Linked DNA regions of Pan troglodytes: region 1 is linked to region 2. A link is a contact called in public HiChIP or PLAC-seq data. All regions are on one chromosome and are shown on one strand. The core of a region is the stretch at or near the end of the contact, and the rest is flanking DNA. Distances in the headings are between cores, read along the strand shown.

What was found. HiChIP or PLAC-seq counts read pairs in DNA pulled down with a chosen protein or histone mark.
Region 1: an H3K4me3 HiChIP or PLAC-seq map of stem cell-derived excitatory neurons shows a contact between it and region 2, with 3 times the contacts expected there. The contact joins the promoter of NR4A3 here to the promoter of LOC104007963 in region 2. A contact is called at or near these places in 1 of 7 Hi-C or Micro-C datasets (stem cell-derived neural progenitor cells) and 1 of 1 datasets of contacts at active chromatin or transcription factors (stem cell-derived excitatory neurons).

What each region holds. Positions count from the first base shown.
Region 1 is chr11:38,692,362-38,699,974 of NHGRI_mPanTro3-v2.0_pri, reverse strand. It overlaps NR4A3 (nuclear receptor subfamily 4 group A member 3), which reads left to right and starts at 5,232. Exons shown (of 8, transcript XM_003951483.6): 1 at 5,232-5,833.
Region 2 is chr11:38,603,831-38,610,973 of NHGRI_mPanTro3-v2.0_pri, reverse strand. LOC104007963 reads right to left here and starts at 3,364. Exons shown (of 5, transcript XM_063787336.1): 1 at 3,311-3,364; 2 at 1,594-2,278. The coding sequence starts at 3,364. It overlaps STX17 (syntaxin 17), which reads left to right and starts at 1,680. Exons shown (of 8, transcript XM_528364.8): 1 at 1,680-1,746.

The DNA.
Region 1 (7,613 bases), core at 3,983-6,482, 87 kb before region 2:
CACCACGCAGCTGTCTGGGCTTGTGGCAGGCACCTTGATAAAGTATGTTCTATCTGGAGTATCAGGTTGAAGTAAAGAAAGCAACCAATAAATAAACTTATACATGCCCACTCGTGCCAAAAATACCCTATTCCAGCCAGGCATGGTGGCACATGCCTGTAATCCCAGCACTTTGGGAGGCAGAGGCGGGCAGATCACTTGAGGTCAGGAGTTGGAGACCAGCCTGGCCAACATGGTGAAAACCCCATCTCTACTAAAAATGCAAAAATTAGCCAGGTGCGGTGGCAGGCACCTGTAATCCCAGCTACTCCAGAGGCTGAGGCAGGAGAATCACTTGAACCCGGGAGGTGGAGGATGCAGGGAGCAAAGATCGTCCCACTGTACTTCCACCTGGGTGACAGAGCAAGACTCCATCTCAAAAAAAAAAAACAAACACTAATCCATATAATTTGTTACTTATAATATGGCTATTCTCTCTATTCATATCCAAATTAAAGGAGGCAATATTTTATGGACATTTACTGTCCATATCGAACATTCTTAGGTGCCACAGGGATTTCAAAGATGTGTGGGGTATGCTTTTGAAGCTTACAGTTTGACAAGGGAATAGACCATGGACACAAGAGCACAAAAAGAAGGCAGAAAAATAAGAACTTTGTGAAAGACTCTGTGAAAGACTTTGTAAAGTACATCTGAGTTCACTTCTTGGGCTAGTTTTAGAGGAAGAGTAAATTTCAATTAGTGGAGAAGAAGAGGAAGGAGGGGATGCCATAAAAAGGAAAACTATCAACAAATGTGGGAGGTTGAAAGGAAGTTTGAAGAACAGTGAGAACACCAGTTTGACTAGGACAGGAAAATTCTGTGGAAATAAAAGAGGCTCTAGGTTTGATTTTGGAGAAAATATCCAGCTGCTGAAGACTTTTGAGGCCAGAAGTTATATAACAAAATCTAAATTTTAGGAAGACTAATCTGGCAATGATGGAATTGATAACGAATGGCAAGCATGTAGGTCAGATAGAAACTTACTATAATGATTGCAGGTTACTGAGCCAGGTACATCTCGTGTATAAATCAATGTCAGCTGAAGTTACTAAATTTTATATATGTACCTTAAATATAGTATAGAACTTCTACATTGATTCCACAAAACTTGAACTTAAAATTTTTTACTTTTCTTTCCTGTTTTCACCCTAGGTAACAACTTCTGGCTTAGAATTTTTATTTCACCATTCCTCACCCAATATTTGCATTAATAAGAAATCATCATCTCTATATATTAGTAAAAGCAATAAGATTATACGTCATTACTTCATCAGAAGAGCATTTAAAGCAATTTAAAACAATTGCTTTATATCACACATAAGTTTCCCCCAAATTTCATATTTTATTTTCTAAGAGAAATAGTTCTTTCTTGCAGGCAGATTAGGCCTACAAATCCAAAACAAAATGAAAGGTAACTATCCAGTGAATCCGTAATGGTTAATTTAGATACTTCTTTAACAGGCTGGCTGCTATAAGCATCATGAAAGCAGAAACTTAACTTCGTGTATGTAAACTAGTGACATATAAATGTCTCTCTTCTGTTATAGAAAAAGGACTGAGCCAAGAAAGTTTTCAACGTTTCACAGATTAAGGTAGTCTTATTTGATTTCCTAAAAGAAGAGATAAAAAAGTTAATAAAATCTTAAAAAGGAAATTGAGATTACTGAAATAGTCACATTACATGTGCCTTACAGAATATTATGCCTGGTTTCTAATAAATCCGACTTTTGAAAAGGTATAGAGCAGTAGATACTAATTCTAAAAAAAAAAAAAAAGACTCGAGAAAAACGAATTCTGTTTGGGTCACCTAAAGAACAGCATACGTTTAGGGACATAGGATTAAGCAGAGGATGGTGTCTCCGTCTACGAGAGAGCTGTTGTCTCTGCTTCCATGAATTTCCATTTGAGTTTCAAAAGGCTGCCACTCAGTGACCTCTCCAGCAGTCAGTCCCCCTTCCTACCCCGAGAAGCACTGAGCCACGAACAGTTGATTGGCTCAGGGAGGTCAGACAACAGCCCTCAGTCTAACAGAGCAGTGCAGGAACAGATATTGGCCACTTGATAGGAAGAAAAGGATGTAAAGGAGTAAGGATGTAAAGGAAGGAACGGATGTAAAGGAGTAAGGCTGTAAAAAACAGAAAAGGATGTAAAGGAAGGTGGAGGGGAGAAGGGAGGAGGATGCACAGAAGTAACCAAGATAGAGGTCCAGAAGACACACCCACTCAAAGAGAGGAAACTTTGCTTGGAGGTTCTCAGCCAGGGAGAAGAGTTTTTTTGTTTTGTTTTGTTTTAAATTTAGGTAAACAAGGATACTGGTTTGAAACGGTCACTGGAGCCCAACTCATATGAACAATTTAGCAGCTTTATAACAACCCTGAGTGGGCAAGGACCTTTCATACATATTAACATTTAGAAAATGTAGTTTATTGAATAAATTCATTGAAAGATGTCATGTTTCCTAAAAACTGTACCTAATTTTAGGGTTCCTGCTTACAGTGATTCCAGTTCTACATGAGAGTTTTAATTGAAGGAGGATTAGGGGGGTGAGGGAGGTGCAGAACACAAATGAAATTTTTACAGCATGGAAATAAAAGTATTTTTAAATCTTCTTGGGGGTGAAGAGTTAGGCAAGAAGTAATACGTGGAAACTGTCAAGTGCTTCTCTACACATCCACCCACCAGATACCATCGCAGCCGGCTGGGGGAGTCTCCCTCTTCTTGCCTGACAGCTTCACTTTCTTTGAGATCTGGAGCTGGTGATCACACTGGCCCGTCATGGTATTTTCAGTTAACAAAGCAGTTACTCAACGGGGGAAAAAGCCACAAAGGAGCAGAGCAGCTGCTGCTGCACCCGTGATGCAAGTGCAGGATGAGCCCCGGGCCGCCACCGCCGCCTCGGCTCCTCCGTGACGTCCGGGAAGGGTATCCCCGGCACTCAGGAAGTGGTGGCCGCGGGCAGCTCCACCCCCACGCGACTCGGGGCTGGCCGAGCTGCCGGGTGGTAGGACCGCCGGGCCTTCCGCAGGGCGGGCGGGGATCACCGTCTCCCCACCTCCGTGCGCACACACATGCACGGGCCTCGCGCCCAGCTGTCGCCCGCGCCTCGCCCTGCTCACTTCTCACAGCCCGCGCCGGACGAAGAGAGCCGCCAGCGCCCCCCCTCTCTCCCACGGCTCGCGCCCACTCACCCCGACCCCCGGCGCCGAGCCCGGCCCCGCGTCGCCGGTCACCAGACCTGGTCGAACCGAGTCCAAGATGGCGACTCCGCCCCCGCCCCCTCCGCACTCCCGGCGGGGTCAGGGCGCCCCCTCACGCGGCGGGCTCGCGCCCGAGACCCGTCTAAAAATAGCCAGGCCCGACTATATTTGGTTCGGCCGGATCCTGGCGCGGCCGCGCGCTCCCCGCCCCGCCCCGCCCCGCCCCGCGCGCCCTGCCCCGCCCCGCGCGGCGTTGAATGGAGAAGGGGCGGGGGTGACCGAGGGGAACCTACTCCGCTATCTGCGGCGCGCGCCGGCGGCGGGTCCCGGCCAACCGCCGAATTTAGTAACATCGCCTGCGTCAATCACGCGCCTCGCGTGCGTCAGCGCCGCGCGGCTCCAGGTCCTGCTCCCCACCTTCAAGCCTTTGAATGGATACAATGTAGCAGCGCCCTCCTTCCTTCCGAGGCTGGATTGGAACCCGCCGCAGTGCAGAGACTCGGTTGCTCTCGGCTGGGTCAACTTTCGGGGCATCCTCCCACGATCCTCTCCGCACCACCGTGTCTGAATTGGAAGTGGAGGCGAAGAAAGATATACATGCCATATTTACCTATATGTAGTTTGTTTTCAAGTTTCTGGTCCTAGCTCGAACCTTCTTCGATTCTGAAATGTGTGCTGTCTACAAAGGAATCTTGTATCTCCCCTCGGCGCAGCGCCCCCCGCCCCCGCCACACACACACAAATTGGGACAGGTCAAACATATAAAACGGTATTTGTGATTCAAGCGGACCACATGGGGACCACTCTATCTGCATTGTTTCACTCAAATATTTTCTCCTGTCCAAAAATTCATTTCTGAAAGAGACTGCGTTCACTCAGCAGCAACCTTTGGGACTAGGGGTCTTTAACTCTGATAAATTTTGTTTTCATCAAGAAATTTACACTTAAATTTATCATTTCCAGGAAGAAATTGCTCTCCTTCATACAGTCACCCAGGCTTTCGGCACACCATTTCATGACAAATGTGTCCCAGGAGACCAAAGCAAATCCCCTAGCGAGGGACTGACTAATAAATCCTGTTGATTGATTTCGAAATGTTTAATTTGGGAGATGTGGGCGGAGGGCATCTACAACCATCAAAAAGTGAAAGTGCTAGTTGAGAGTTCCATTTCTGACCCGGTGCTGGGGAGGAGGAATGATTTGCAATAGTCAGACCCGCTCAGCTGTTCAACACGTGTGTGTTTGTTTTACACACAGAGTAGTTTCTGCTGCAGCGCGCGTGTGCATGATGGATGTGCACTTCGCTGGGTTATAACGTGTCCAGTTAAGAAACCCACGCCGTACGTGTAAAGAAATCAAACCTTATCCCCGGAACCATCTGCATCCCTGTGTGAAACACGCACCCAGTAAATGATGCGGGGAGGGGGGATTAGCCTGGGCGCAGAGGACCGGAGCAACGTAAACAGCTTTAGAACCTCTGCAAGAGGAAAGTGCAGCTGCACCTCAGGGCGTCTTCGGGCTGGTGCCAGACGCCTTCTGCACCGGCTGCCAGGTCACTGGAGCTGGTCAGAAGCTGGCTGGCGGAGCCTTCCCTTTTGGAAGAGCTGTCCTCTCCCTTACCCCCCTCCCCCTGGCTCCGTGCCTCGGGGCAGCCTCGGAGGCGCGCCAGCAGCACTCCTCCAACTCTACTCCACCCGAGCCTGACAGCTGGGCGGTCCCGCCTGACCCGTGGGCAGGCCGCTGCACCCTCCCGCAGACGCACGCCCTGGCGAGCGGTTCCGCTGCAAAAGGGATGGCACCGTGAGTCCGAGAAGCCCCCAGGCCGGGGCCGGCCGTGCGGCGGAGTTTCCATTGTGCGGCCGTGCGACTGGCCGAGGAAAGCGCGCGCGCGCGCGCACACGAACACACACACCCTCCCTCGCACACGCGGAACCGGCTAGGCCAGGGGAGGGAGGAGGAGGGTGACGTAGCGTCCCATGGCGTCACATTGACGTCTCGCATTCCAGGCACTCTATGGAGAGGCCGCTAGGGCTCCTGTGGCATAAATGACGTGCCGAGAGAGCGAGCGAACGCGCAGCCGGGAGAGCGGAGTCTCCTGCCTCCCGCCCCCCACCCCTCCAGCTCCTGCTCCTCCTCCGCTCCCCATACACAGACGCGCTCACACCCGCTCCCTCACTCGCACACACAGACACAAGCGCGCACACAGGCTCCGCACACACACTTCGCTCTCCCGCGCGCTCACACCCCTCGTGCCCTGAGCCCTTGCCGGTGCAGCGCGGCACCGCAGCTGGACGCCCCTCCCGGGCTCACTTTGCAACGCTGACGGTGCCGGCAGTGGCCGTGGAGGTGGGAACAGCGGCGGCATCCTCCCCCCTGGTCACAGCCCAAGCCAGGACGCCCGCGGAACCTCTCGGCTGTGCTCTCCCATGAGTCGGGATCGCAGCATCCCCCACCAGCCGCTCACCGCCTCCGGGAGCCGCTGGGCTTGTACACCGCAGCCCTTCCGGGACAGCAGCTGTGACTCCCCCCCAGTGCAGATTTCGGGACAGCTCTCTAGAAACTCGCTCTAAAGACGGAACCGCCACAGCACTCAAGTACGTATGAGATTCGCCCAGTTAATAAGGGGACTTGCTAAAAAAGTTGGCTTGCTGGGAAGCGTCGCTCCTGAAATTGACAACTTTGAGTGTGGGGTTCCCTCCCCTGACCTTGCCGCCCGGCTCCGGCTTTGCTAGCCCAGCGGCCCGTAGGTTCTGATCTGAAACTTTTCCCCTGTAGTGGGCCCGCGGGGATCTCTGGAGCTCGTGGGATTCCTCCCCCCACTCGAAGAGGCGAAAAGCCTCTAACAAAGGGGAGGACCGGGATTTGTGCTATAGCGGCTCCAGCGATGTAATTCAGGGTATTTCGGCTCTAGTTGTCATGGTAATGATGCTCTCGGCGGCGGCGGCGGCGGCAGCGGCAGCGGCAGGGAGTTGCAGCTCCGGTGATGAACGGCAGTAATTTTCCTGCCTTTTAAGTAGGATTGAAAATAGGAGCTCTGGTGGGTCCAAGTAAATGTTGCTAATGGTGGCACCGAGCTGGTTCTCTGGAAGGAAGCTTAGGAGGGAAGGGCCTAGGCAGCGACGGCCAGAGTTTGCAGACGCACTCGGAGGACCTCAGGAAAGAGGGCGTAATTGTAGGAATGTGGCTTATTGTATTGAAATGAGCCTGGGGTTCCACTAGGCACGTCTGCCTGGCGTCGCTGACATGCCGGTTTACACTTTTCCCTTAGGAGGTAAATCGGGTGTAATTGGCGACTCCCGCACACTGACACGTGTGGGGACGGTGTCCCTCTCTTCTGGACGTTGGCTCGGTGTGGGAAAGGCATGCTTTTTCACTGACAGAACTCGCGCTTTTGGAGAAGTTGCTCCGAGTGTTTTACTCTTAGTAGAAATGAAAGTTCTCGGTGGTGAGACCAGAGCGGTCATGCGAGCGCAGCCTGCGGAGACTGACTTCCAAAGGCACCTCTCCAACCTGTTGGAAGCCTCGGGGCAGTGGTGAGGAAGAACGCATTTGTCCCTTGATTTCCAAAAACGTTCTTGGAGATTGCCTTTTATTTATTTATGCGTCCGGATTCTCCAGAGGGAAGAGCTGCGAGGAGTTAGTAATCAGAAATGTCGGGCTGTGATCCCAGGGCCTTGTGGTGCTGGGAGAGAAGAACAGGGAGCCGTCATTCCATCGCGAGTCCAGTGCCGGATCTCCTTTTCCCACGACCGGGAAATATTTTATAGAATCAAGTTAGGGAAAGAAAAAGCTGCCTAACGTGGCTAATGGGCACAATGAATGAAGTTACTTTATTCGAGTTATTTTCGCTGAACAAGATGCTCGCAGAGTTAGTACCAAAGCCTCCTTAGGCCACAGCAACCTCCACGTCCGCTCCGCCCCCCACCCCCCGGCACCCATCCACCCCGTTCCCTGGGACCGTGCGCTCACAGAAATTCTTCCCCGCGGTTTGTCTAGTCTCCCTCGGTCTTTCTGAGAATCTCAGTCTTTCCCTTTCTGTCAGTCTCTCCCTCGCTCCTCTTGCCCCCGCCCAACCTCCGCCCCCGCTCCCCAGGGTTGGAAACTCCGCAGAGGAGCCCCGGTCACAATGGTGCGTTTCACGGTTTCCTCCACACACTTCACCACCGGGAGGGGAACACGGGGGTGTTCCTTTCGTCTGCCCACGAGAAAGAAAGGGGCTTTGACAGAGGTAGTTATTTCTTCCTAATTTACAACCCCAAGGCTCTGTGCTCCCGGCCCCGGCGGCCGCAAGCCGGAGCGGCGGAACGTGTTTCCAGGCACTGAGGCTTTGCCTAGGTAACCGGCCGTTTGTGGGGTGGAGAGAGCGGCGGGGCG
Region 2 (7,143 bases), core at 2,115-4,614:
CCCTAACAACTTGATGACCCAGAGTACACAAAAGAGGTCCACACACCATATGTTTGAATATTTAAAGATTATAAATCAAGCTAACCAACAGTTAGATTAAAAAGTTTTGGTCGGGCGTGGTGGCTCACACCTGTAATCCCAGTACTTTGGGAGGCCGAGGCGGGCGGCTCACGAGGTCAGGAGATCAAGACCATCCTGGCTAACATGGTGAAACTCCGTCTCTATTAAAAATACAAAAAATTAGCCGGGCGTGTTGGCACACGCCTGTAGTCCCAGCTACTCAGGAGGCTGACACAGGAGAATCGCTTGAATCTGGGAGGTGGAGGTTGCAGTAAGCTGAGATCATGCCACTGCACTCCAGCCTGGGCAAAAGAGCAAGACTCTCTCTCTAAAAAAAAAAAAAAAAGTTTGTCCTACTACTTTGACACACCTAACTTACAGCAAACATACATATAACAGCCTAGAAGTCCAGGTTCAAATTTAGAATTTTTGAGTACCACACCTCCTGATTTTGTACCTGAGGAAGCTTTTTCAGAACTTAACACAAATGATCTTTTATTTCAAAAGATCTTGTTTCACTGATCCTTGCATAAAAAACATTTTCTCACAGTATTGCCTAATACTTCAATTTTTCTCCTTAGAATCAAAATTTGATAAATACATTCTGGAGCTCATTGTAAAACAAATATCAGCATACATTATGTCCCCAAAGAAAATCCAAATTGCTTGGTAGATTTGGTGATTTGTTTTAGAAATTGTCTTTCAAGGCTTTTTAAAGGATCTACAGGCCCCTAATCTTCCCTGTTTACCTCCTACTCTACTGGAAGACCCTAAGAACTCAGTTTCCTTAACTGTGGTTTGAACATCCTGATCACTTCTGAGACAATACCATTAGTGAATACATTCTAAGCACGTCATCTGAATATTCACAGACATCTTTTTAAAAGGGCTGGATCTGGAAGTTAGGCCATGAAGAGAGGAGGACCTGTGACTTGGACAAGGCTTCAAAGCCGGCCACCTGCTTGTTCATGTGGTTGCAGCTGGTCTAACTGGAATAACTTGGGAAGGAAATTAGGACACCCAGTTGGAGTTCCAGCTCTGTCATAAGCTGGCTGAACTGGAGTGAGTCACTTAAAACTCTTTGTTAAACCCCAGAGTCATAATCTATAAAATCGGGATAAAGACCTTTGCCTTAAGCCCTCCACCAGTTTTTGGAGGAAACCATAATTTGCTGAGCTTTAATTTTTACACCTGTTGCAATTAAGATGGCACTCCTGCCCTGTCCACTTCACAGGGCTTTTGGGGACGGGATGGGGAGGCACCACCTTTCTGAGCTTCAGTTTCAAAACAGAGCTAAGAATACATGCCCAACCCGCAAATAAAATTCTAGGAAGAACAGAGGAAAACGGACAGGAAAACTGCGAAATGCAGTCGGCCATACAAGCATGAATTGTCTTAAACACAACAAGCAGACCTAAAGAGCGTTTGTGCGTCTCTCTCCTCTTGGCTCGAGTCACAACCCCATAACGTAAATCAAGATCACTTTTGAAAAAGGCTTTCGCTGTTCTCAGCAGCGTCCGCATTTGCACTCACCTGTGCGCCCCCCGCGCCCGGCCTGGGGGCCTCGCAGGGCGGGGGCGGGGGCGGGGGCGGGGCCCAACCCTGCCCACCCCTCGTGACGCCCCGCCCCGTCGCTCCTGCGCCTGCGCCGTGCCCACCGATCGGCCTCGAGCGCCCCGGCGGGAGGTAAGGGGCTCTCTGGAGGCCGCCTTTGGGGGCGTCGGGCGCTCACAGGCTTGGTGGGCCTGGCGCCCGTGTGGCGCGCGCAAGAGGCGCTGGGCGGCAAGTAGGGCATTGGATCCGAAGCGCGAGCGCCATGGTGGCTCCTCCTGTTTTTCAGAAGTGGCGGAGCCTCGCTTGGTTTCGTTTTTGGAAGCTTTATTAGAAGCTGGTATAGGGAGGCCGCAGACGATGCGAGCAGGACGGCCTCCCGGGGTCGCGGGGTGGAAAAGTTTCCGGCGCGCGTCCTGTCTCTGGCGCGCTGTAGGCCCCGGGTCGCCAGGGTCGCTGGCGTCTGGGTCCCGGGACAGACCCGCGCATCCGTTCGCTGGTAGGGGCGTTTGGTGTGTGTGGCCCAGGTGTGCTGTGGGTAACACTGCGAGGAATGACGCGACGCTCGATGGTAGTGAGGCTCGGAGGACTGGGAGCGAGAGGCCGGAAGCCCCTGCTCGCCAAACCCAGAGGTGGTTCGCAGAAGGTGCCACACCTTGGCTCCCTCCTTTTAGCTAACCGAGGTTCAGAGAGGAGACATTACGTTGACTTTTCTCTCCAAATTCGGTATCTCTTCCATAAGTCAGAAACATTAAGCGGCGGGCCCGAAGAAATCGGGCGCCACTAGCATCCCGAAAAGTGGGAGCTCTGGGCCGATGGAAGGTGTTCGTCACTTTTGGGGGCTGGGTTTCCTGAGAAATGGGGTCTTTCACTTATTAATAACCTTCTAAGTAACTTACTGGGAAACATGAGTATTATGGTACCCATCTCATATTAGTTGTAAGCACTACATGATAAAGTTTGTAAAGCACCTGGCACAGTCCTGGCACCCCTCTCTCCAAGTATTAATGCAGTGAATACGATTGCAGTTCTTTAACTTCTAAATGTTTTTACCTGTCTTACGTGAAACATCCTCTTATACTAAAAAACTTTTTTATTTTGAAATAATTTTACAATTACAGAAAAGTTTCAAAAGTAATAGAGTTCCCTGTTGCCTCCATTAATAATTTTTTACATACCATAGCGCAATTATCAAAAGCAAGAAGTTAATATTAGTGTAATACTATTAACTGAATTACTAACTTGTGATTTTTTTTTTCTGTATTAATGTCCTTTTTCTATTCTAGGATCCACTCTAAGACCCGACATTGCAGTTAGTTGTCTTGGGTCCTTGGTCTCCTCCAGTCTGTGACAGTTCCTCAGTCTTTTCCTGTCTTTACACTGATAGTCTTTTTCTGCCTTTATACTCTTTCTGATCTTTACACTTTTGAAGAATGCTGGTCAGTTATTTTGTAGAGTGCCCCTGAAATGGGGTTTGTCCAATGTTCTCTCATGATTAGATTAAGGTTATACATTTTTGTTAAGAACACAAAAGTGTGTGTGCCCTTCTCAGTTCATCATATGAGCATAGCTGATATATATGACTTATTGCTCGTGAGGTTAATCTTGATCACTTGGTAGAGAGTGTCTGCTGGGATTCTCCAATGTAAAGGTCTTATTTTTCTCCTTATAATTGACATCTTGGGGGGAGCTTTTAAACCGTACGCATGTCCTGTTTCTCCTCAGACTTTCCCTTGCTAAATTTCACATCCATTGGTGGATCTTGCCTTCAGCAATTATTATGACTATGGTGTTCTAATGATGATTTTCTACTTTCCTCATTTCTTTATTAATTGAAATTATTCTGTAAGGATGAGCTGCCCATTTCCCATTTGTTTATTTGTATTCCGTTATTTATTTGTATCCATGTGGACTCAGATGTTTTTCTATTGGTTGTTATCCTACACTTGTGTTATTTTATGTTTGAAATTGTTCCAGCTTTGATCACTGGGAGTTTTCTTTCAGGTTGCTTTCTGTAGCTTTTCAGCATGCTTCCATCCTTTTTTTTCTTTTTTGGAACTTCCTAATTTTCTGGTACCATAGGATGCCCCAGGCTCATCTTGTGTTTTCTGTGCCTCAGCCCTGATAGTCAGCCACTTCTCCAACGACCCGTAGTTTCTTTTTTTGGAGAATAGTATTTAAACACAAAGATCTGTGCTCTAGGGATGCTCATTGCTACTGGGGTAACATTGCTACCAGGGCCCCACAGAAGACACCAGTCTATACATATGCATACCCATGCATACCCAAAGATCTATATTTATTTCTGTATTTGTCTATCCATATACTTTTTAAAAACAAAAGTTCATCCCAGTAGCTTTGCTTCTAGTCTAACACCACAGGGTTCATTCTAGTTTTGTCCCTTATTTTTAACTTCTTTATCTGACAGTGAGAAATCTGACTCTTGGCATTCTACAAAATATTTTCTTATTTCTTCAGTCCTAGTATACACATAAAGTAATTTCAGGATTTCTGACCTATGTTCCTGTGAGAAACACATTTACTAAATAGAGTACAGTGTAGTTCTTTTTGTCTCTAGGCTTATAGTATTCAGTTAAAATATTGTTTTCTAAAGTGGCTTAGATAATTTTTCTTCCTCACTTCTTTCAGTGTGGTTATGCTATTCGTTTATAATACAGTTTATGTTTTTATAGTTTATATTCCATTTTGGAGGGAAAGAGTCTAAAGGTAGACTAATTGAAGCTCCATTATCATGGCTATGCATATTGTGCTATTTGACTAGAGTGATAGGATTAGCAATTGTATAGAAGGGACGTGTGAAGAAATATTTTAGTTTAGGCAGCATCTATTGAACAACAGGTGTGTTCAAAAAACATTTTGATAGGAATGATGGTAGATATAAAGATAATCTCTTTGTGGTATAGAAGAAAAGAAAAGAGGCAGTGTGATAGATTGGGAAATGTTAATGTTAGACAAATAATTGATACATTTAACATGTAATAGCCTTTTATGAGTTAATAAGAGAAAGACATCCCCTGTAGTAAAAACAGATGCATATGACATGAACAAGCAATTCATGAAAGAAGAAATGCAATGAGTACAAAAAAATAGTGATAGAGGATGAATAAAATATAGTACTTGATAACCGAACAGGGTGACTATAATAATTCAATTGTATATTTAAAAATAACTAAAAGAGTATAACTGGATTGTTTGTAACACAAAGAATAAATGCTTGAGGTGATGGATACCTCATTTACCCTAATGTGATTATTACACATTGTATGCCTGTATCAAAATAACTCAAATATCCCATAAATATATACCTACTACTAATATATACCCACAAAAATTAAAAATTAAAAAAAGAAGAAATGCAGCTGGGCATGGTGCCTCACGCTTGTAATCCTAGCACTTTGGGAGGCCGAGGCAGGTGGATCACCTGAGGTCGGGAGTTCAAGACCAGCCTGGCCAACATGGTGAAACCCCGTCTCTACTAAAAATACAAAAATTAGCTGGGCGTGGTGGCACGTGCCTGTAATCCCAGCTACTTGGGAGGCTGAGGCAGGAGAGTCACTTGAACCTAGGGGGCGGAGGTTGCAGTGAGCTGAGATCGCACCACTTCACTCCAGCCTGGGCAAAAGAGTGAGACTCCGTCTCAAAACAAAAAAAAGAAGAAGAAAAAAAAAGAAATGCAAATGGCTGATAAATCCACCCTGTTAGTAATTTAAGGAATGCAAAGTAAAGCAATAATGAGACATCATTTTTTTCACCAATGACATGTCTAAGAATGATAATACTGAGTATATTGCTTGGAATATGGATAAATGGACATTGTGTTATGTTTCTGGTAGGAACATAAAAGGCATAACCTTTTGTGGGATATGGCTATATATATGTTTTAAAAACCTTGAAAAATCTGTCTACCTAATAATTCTATTTCTAGATATTTATTTTTTATTTTTATGTTACTTTTTTCAATTAATACACAATAATTTTACATATTTATAGGATACATGTGATATTTTGATACATACATACAATGTGTAATGATCAAATCAGGGTATTTGGGATATATATCACGTCAAACATTTATTATTTCTTTGTGTTAGGAGCACTTCAGATCTTCTCTTCTAGCTATTTTGAAATATGCAATAAATTATTGTTAACTATAGCTACCTCACTGTGTTATTAAACATGAATAATGTATTCCTTCTATCTAACTGTATGTTTGTACCCATTAATCAACTTCTCTTCATCCCTCCTGCCCCTTCCCATCACTCTACTCTCTACCTCCAGGAGATCAACTTTTTCCCCCCTTTTTATTTAGAAATGGAGGTCTCATTATATTGCCCAGGCTGGCTTCTAATTTCTGGGCTCAAGTGATCCTCCTACCTCGGCTTCCTGAGTAGCTGGGAGTACAGGCTAGATGTTCCATCCATGTTGTTGTAAATGACAGGATTTCATTCTTTTTTTTTTTTTTTTCTCCCTAGACGGAGTCTTGCTCTGTTGCCCAAGCTGGAGTGCAGTGGTGAGATCTGGGTTCACCGCAACCTCCGCCTCCTGGGTTCAAGCGATTCTCCTGCCTCAGCCTCCGGAGCAGCTGGGAATACAGGTGCATGCCACCACGCCTGGCTAATTTTTTGTATTTTTTAGTAGAGACGGGGTTTCACTGTGTTAGCCAGGATGGTCTTGATCTCCTGACCTCACGATCGGCCCGCCTCCACCTCCCAAAGTGCTGGGATTATAGGCATGAGCCATCGCGCCCGACCCATTCTTTTTTTTAATGGCTGAACGGTATTTCATTGTGTATATACACCACATTTTCTTTATCCAGTCATCCATTGACAGACACTTAGGTTGATTCCATATCTTGGCTATTGTGAATGCTGCTGCAATAAACATGGGGCTGTAGGTATCTCTTTGATAATACTGATTTTTTTTCCTTTGGATAAATACCCAGTAGTGGGATTGCTGGATCATATGGTAGTTTTATTTTTAATTTTTTGAGAAGCCTCTGTACAGTTTTTCTTTCTTTCTTTTTTTTTTTTTTTTTTTGAGACAGGATCTCACTGTGTTGCCTAGGCTGTAGTATAGTAGTAAAAACACTGTTTCTTGCAGGCTCACACTTTAGGGCTCAAGGGATCTTCCCACCTCGGCGTCACTGGGACTACAGGCAACCACCACCACACCCAGCTAATTTTTAAATTTTTCAGAGAAGAAGGATCTTGCTATGTTGCCCAGGCTGCCCTCAAACTCTTGGCCTCAAGTGATCCTCCTGCTTCAGCCTTCCAAAGTGCTGGAATTACAGCTATGAGCCACCGTACCCAGCCCATACTGTTTTTCATAATGGCTGTACTAATTTACATTCCCACCAACAGTGTATAAGAGTCCTCTTTCTCGCCAGGCGTTGTGGCTCACGCCTGTAATCCCAGCACTTTGAGAGGCCGAGGCAGGTGGATCACCTGAGGTCAGGAGTTCGAGACCAGCTTGGCCAACATGGCAAAATCCCGTCTCTACTAAAAACAAAAA